Regions from separate parts of the Bombyx mori genome. Here region 1 is linked to region 2. The links are chromatin contacts, called in public Hi-C maps. All regions are on one chromosome and are shown on one strand. The core of a region is the stretch at or near the end of the contact, and the rest is flanking DNA. Distances in the headings are between cores, read along the strand shown.

What was found. Hi-C and Micro-C count contacts between places; a contact is called where the count stands out from the background.
Region 1: a Hi-C map of whole pupa shows a contact between it and region 2, with 4 times the contacts expected there. The contact joins the promoter of LOC101742101 here to the enhancer-like site in region 2. A contact is called at or near these places in 4 of 7 Hi-C or Micro-C datasets (middle silk gland, midgut, posterior silk gland and 1 more).

Annotation. Positions count from the first base shown.
Region 1 is chr20:509,694-512,943 of ASM3026992v2, forward strand. It overlaps LOC101742101, which reads right to left and starts at 1,626. Exons shown (of 23, transcript XM_038018077.2): 1 at 1,295-1,626.
Region 2 is chr20:437,598-441,071 of ASM3026992v2, forward strand. The region is part of intron 5 of LOC101742101; the gene reads right to left. Among protein-coding and RNA genes, the nearest start is that of LOC101742101, 72 kb to the right of the region's middle. Within about 2 kb of position 1,449, at least 3 of the 8 cell types and tissues checked have open chromatin away from gene starts, as enhancers often do.

The DNA.
Region 1 (3,250 bases), core at 376-2,875, 72 kb after region 2:
AGGGAAGAGAGAAGAAGAGATATTGTGTGATATAAGGTTACAATTCTACAAAGAGAAAATCTTTCACTGAGAGGTGAACGGAGTGCTCTATCAAGGTAGCAGCGTCAAATCAGCAAAAAAGCTACAAATTTTGCATAATTTCATATTGAATTTTGCTGATTTGACGCTGCTACCTTGATAGAGCTTGAACGGAGAGCAAGAAAGAAAGACTTCTAAATCATGTGTGCTTGACAGAACGGCGAACCTAAATTTTACATAGCGTATTTGTGTAAGATTTTTTCAGACACAAAAACCACCTCAACCATTAACAAAATACTTATTTATTTTGAAAATTAGTTAAGTTAATTATATCTAATTCATATTCAAATAGAAAATTAATTCTTGTGTTGCAGACTTTGATTATTTACTAAAATGTAGATAGGGACATTTACATTGATGCCTTCAACAATAGTACCACTGCAACTTAGATCGTTTTGGAGATATATCATTGAATACCAAACATATTTTTTGGTTTTACAAAATTATAGATTCTATTTTTATATTGTAGAAACTGTTGAATATGTTTAGTCTTTACAGATACATATACCGATTGATAATAACATTAGTTTTTCTAATTATTAAATGTTAGTTCATATTAATGATAGCCACTTAGTTTGTTTAACAAAAAAAATTTTTTTTTCTAAGCATTGAAATGTTCTAGGATTTCCACCAGCATATTTTTAAAAATTAATACAATTAATGTTTGTTTTTTTTAACTACTTATGTGCTGATTGCTAAGTAACAGAAAAGTAATTAGTTACATTTATTTTTTAAGTTTGAGATGTTTCATAGTTAGAACATCCTTTAACTAAAAGGCTATTTGCACAAAACTTATAATTCTAAAATCGCAAAACACGAAATTAACAACAAAAAAATGTCCAATATTTTTATTACGTATTGACCAGCTCCTGCTGTAAAGTTACGTCAAAGGCCCAAAAATCGATGTTTGGTCTAACAAAGATTTTTTTAAGCAAAACAAAAAAGTCAACTTCAGGAAATGTTAGCAAAACATCTGTTCTATTGCTAAGTCTCGATAATTACACAAGATATCGTCTATCTATGCGGTTGTACGTAGGCTCTTCTACTCAAAGAACCGTGACTAAGCCGCAGATGTGCCCTCCAGCTGGTGTACCGGTGACCCGGCGCCTCCGACAACCAGCCACGCCAACAAACCAACCGAAACCAAATAGGTTACAAAAGACACTAAGTTTGGCCCTAAAAATTTAAAATTTGGTACCAAGACACACATACTCACATGTAACAACGTTTATCATCCAACAACGAGTGTCATGACGAACCAAACTGTTGTATCACTGAATAAATAATCACTATTCAACAAGGAACATTTTTTCGTAATGAAATTCCAACTGATGATTGCACTAAATGATTTTTTTTACACGTTTAACTAATATAATATTGCACAAAAACCTTTAATAAACACATGCACAGAACAATGGTTGTATTTAACGTTATTATCACAAATATAAACGAAATATCACACACGGATAACACTTTTCTGATTGTCCTTGCGCCCACATAAATGGGCGGCCATCTTGCGTTCGCCCGGATGGGGAGGTAATGTTACCAGTACTGATCAGATATTTAACGGGAAATTCCAAGTCCAATTATTTTAGTTTAAAAAGGCAATTATTATGAATATAAAAGCAGCCTTTAACAAACAAAACTTAAAATCTCAGAAACAAACAATGCATGTTTTTTTTCAGTGTTACAGTAAAAGGGCCCCACTTCTGACAAAAAATAATTGATAGGTCCACGTCGAATAAAAAACCAGTAGAGTGATAGATTCTATAATTCAGGACGCAACAAGACATTTATTAATAGGTCTCAATCAAAGAAATATGCTTTATATATTTATTGCATTAGACAAAGTAGACGAACTTAGAGTAAGCCTGGCGGTTACAATTACCATAGTTGTCAGTGGTTAACGGTGCCTAACTTAGTTATTGTAAAAGGCAGTCATTCAAAAAACAAATTAAATACTTGTGTGGTAATTTAATGTACTTTTTATTTTTATTTACTTTAACTGTGAGTAATAATTCGGTTATTGCTTACAAGTATTTTTATTCGTATTTTTATTAAGAAAAAAAAAATCAAAATTATCAAAGCTTGAAATCTTTGAAATAAAAATATGCGATCTTAATTTATAAAGATGTGAAAATTGTGATCATTCGCATGTAAAAAAAAATTGTTTTAAATAAGCCACTGCTGCTTTTAACCTAAATGAAATTCTATAACATGACAACATTTAAAATCAAAGTGAATTTTTGTTTCATTTATCCATATGAAAAGGCAAAAGATGTTAGCCCTTACAGCCAGATGCTTTTCGCATCCTGCTATATCAGTACATACAGTTATCTTTTTACAGGCAAATCACTTGCAGTAAATTGTTTTTTTTTAATTTTTACTCTTCTTCTTCTTATTCTGGTCACAAATTTTTTGTAATTAGTTTTTCCTAATATATGATAATATGTTATGTTTCGTCTAAATTATTTTTGTTATGCCTGTACGATTAGATGACTGGATTCAAAATAGAAATTCCTTTCGCCTAGTCTTGTGTTATGTGCCTCAGTTTCCACCGGAACTTTAAGTGTGCAAGCTTTGTTGGGTCTTAGTTTTTTGTTGCATTCTATTCTTTAATCTAAATAATCAATCAACCTGAACTTTGCTTCCAAAAGGAATTATGACAAGAAAAACGTTGCGCCAATCTTTCAAAGGTTGTTTTACTTAAATATATCATATTCTACATAACTGGGGCTTAAAGATCTCGTTGCAAGGTCATAAAATCTTTAAAAAAATAATTGCACATAAATTGTGTAAAATTTAAATGTACGAGATCTATGGAAGGTGAATGAAGTTAGCCCCTCAAAAAATTTTTTTTTTCCTGTTTTCTACTTATTTTCTATTAATTCGTTTGTTCATCATTTGTTCTTGATTGTTCATTGTTAATAATTGTTTGTTCCCCATTTATTTATTTTAAAAAAAATATTAAAAATATATCTAAAAGTTAGCCCCTCGATTGCAATTTTTAATATTTTTTCGTCCTTAATTACTCGTAAATATTCATTTTCGATTGTTCTTATATAAAATACGTTTGTTCTCTTTCGAAATCACTCATTTTTTGTTTAATTAATTTTATTAGTTGAATAAATGTATACAAAATATGTGTACTGCGCATGCCATAAGTGTATAA
Region 2 (3,474 bases), core at 199-2,698:
CAATAAAAAAAAAGTATCGTGTACGCCCGGACAAGGGACCTTTTTTTATGCTTAGATGGGTGGACGAGCTCAAGCCCACCTGGTGTTAAGTGGTTTTTTTTTTATTGCCCTTGTAGCGAGCTCACAGCCCACCTGGTGTTAAGTAGTAGTTTTTTTGTATTGCCCTTGTAGGCAGACGAGCATACGGCCCACCTGATGTTGAGTGGTTACCGTCGCCCATGGACTTCAGCAATGCCAGGGGCAGAGCCAAGCCGCTGCCTACCGCTCAATACTCTCCACAAGCCTCGTTTGAAGAAGGGCAGCCCATAGACATCTACAACGTAAATGCGCCATCCACCTTGAGATATAAGTTCTAAGATCTCAGTATAGTTACAACGGCTGCCTTACCCTTCAAATCGAAACGCATTACTGCTTCACGGCAGAAATAGGCAGGGCGATGGTCCTACCCACGCGGACTCACAAGAGGTCCTACCCACCCTATTATACGACTGATAAAAGTATAATATAAGTTATAGTAGTATAGTATAAGATAAGTTATCCACATGGTCTTCATTTTTTTTTTATGCGTATAACACATTTGACAACCTTATAACAGATTTATAACGCCCCGATAATTCATTACGAATAAGACCCTAGGACTATAATATGTAAATATACGGAACAGTAGTAAAACTCCAGCCAGATAGTGAGTTCTAGTAAGAGAAGCACTTGGTGGTAGTCTGTGCCATGCGGTCCATGCCACCCATAATCGAACACAGTGGAAGAACATCACATGTGGTCGCGATCCTCAGTAGTGAGGGAACGATATAGAAAAGAAGTAGTACATGTAATCTCAGAACGATTTTCATTTTCCTGCAGTTTCCACTACTCGTATACATAAAAGTACTTTTATATTCTAACTTCGTTTCGTTAAAGTTTAATCATTTAAATATTTTTCTACGCTTCGAGCACTGTACAGTTATCTTGGTCACGGACGACTAAAGATGATGGCACCTTCGGTCGTCGACATTTCAATGATTTGCCGTCTGTTTGATGTTTTATTATTGACTAGTGACCCGCCCTCGCTTCGCCTCGGAAACTGTAACTTATTATTGATTTCTCCATTATTTAATGGATGTTATTATACTTATAAACCTTCCTCTTCAATCACTCTATCTATTAGCATACATAGGGATATAGGGACAGAGAACGCGACTTTGTTTTATACTATGTAGTGATATACATAAAAGACTTAAAAGAAATAACCAAATCTACTGAATATTAATTACGATTTAACCCACAGTTTGCGTAGTGTCATCTGTTCCCTAGCAACCGACACAAGATCAGCAAACGCAGCATCCGCGCTAAATATAAAAATCAAATATACCAACAAGGTATGTGTCGACTGACAAATATGTATTCTGTGGTTACACGTCTAGAGTGACGTAACTGTGTGGACGCATCCAAACCTTTATAGTGTGGCATAATTAATGCAAACATCACGTTCAAATAGCAACAGCCAGTGATCCAATACAGCGTAACGATGTCGGATTATATTGATAATCGAGACGAGAACAGACCAAAAAAATAAAACAAAGAATTTCTATGTAAAATTCCACTACTACTGGAAAAATACCAAACAAAATCTACACTAAAAATCAGATACGGACATAGTCATACTCGCTTATCATAAACTTAATTTTAGTGCTTCGTTTCAAGATAAAAGATAAAAATTTAATTAGCAGAAAATATGAAATATGTTGTACTGTTATACATTCGTGTCCTACCTCAACAATAATGGATATATTTTACCAAAAGTAAAATTCGCAGCCTGACCAGCCTAAGACCAGCCTCCAAGTTGAAGACATAAAATAGCCGATAAATTTAAAAGCAAACATCATCTTCGCCAGATTGTTTACCCTTCAGAGGACACGCCGAGTCTATTATTAGATACAATACTAATCAGTTACATCCACACCTACTTCTTGGCCAATCGGAGTTCGATTGAATCATAAGCGTGTGTCGACAATCAAACGTTAATAACATATTAACGTTTTCAAGCACGAATTTCGCAAGTTTGTCAACAAGCCATTTATAACATTAAGTTGTGTAGGAGCCCTAATGACAAGGATATATGTGCGGATTCATTTAGCCACTCTCAATTTAATACAGCTTCACATCCTGTTGTTAAATTAGGTTTCAAGTAGCTGTTGGGTTAAAGAATTACCAGCAATAATATCAGCAGGCTGATTGACTATTATTGTATCACAACAGTTAACCTACGAACGTTTTTTTTCGGGCTGTGGTCCGAGCCTCCAACGAGGTGTCCGCGCCTATGGTATGTGGGATTTGACGGTCTGCAGATGTTAGGAGCATACTGCGGGCCCAATGATATTTTAGGGCCCTACCGCACCAAACGACTCCACCTTGCATTATGTATGTATGTATGTATGTATCTGCAGCATCTGCATCTCTGCAGCACAGCGGCCATAATTGGCCACCACTCGCTCAACCCAAACACTAATTTGATTCTTTGGTTTTATTATTATTATCATTTTATTATTTCTGAATATCTTGGGTTTCGTTGTCACGGACTACTAAGGTGTTATTAAACGGAAAGAATCTCTCTATCCGCATCCAAAAGATTGCTCTAAACGTGTCAGCTCATAATTTACTAGCGGTTTGAATTCGATCTTTTACAATTTTATAAAAGCCATTCCCGAAGCGAACATTACAACTGCAAAGGGGATGGCCCATTTTAGGCCCAAAGCGGACAATAGATTATAGAAAAAATACTTAGTGCATTAATTTTGTCATAAATAAATATGCATTTACTTTCTTGCAAATAAGCGCCACTATAGTTTACAATAAGTAGTTTAAAAAAAGTAACTCTATTGAAAAAACAAGGATTTTTATTTTTGTGGGAAAAATATTGCCAGCTTCAAATCCTTTTACGTATGAAGTAAATATTTTGAGTATATAAATAAAACATATAAATAAATCATTTTAAGTATTATCATTAATCAAACGATTTTAATGGATTTTATGCACATAAAATAACATCGAAGACATACCCATTGGACTTTAACTTGTAACTATACTTGAGACCTTAGAACTTATATCTCAAGGTGGATGGCGCATTTACGTTGTAGATGTATGTGGGCTCGAGTAACCACTTAGCAACACCAGGGTGGCTGTGAGCTCGCCCACCCATCTAAGCAATAAAAAAAACTTTACTAGTATTGTTATTTAAATATGTACACCTAAGACAAAAACATAAAAAATAATGTGTACTCGTAAAAAAAAGATTAAGATATAAATCAATTATCGGTTATTTAAAAAAATAATCGATATATGAATTTCATGTAATTATTTTTCTTTATACTGACAACACTGAATTTAATCTGACTGACTGATACTTCGCTTGCTGCTTGTGGTGTTGTGCTTGCGTTCAAAATGGATGTGTTTTGATTTTTCTTCGATTTATTTTACTTT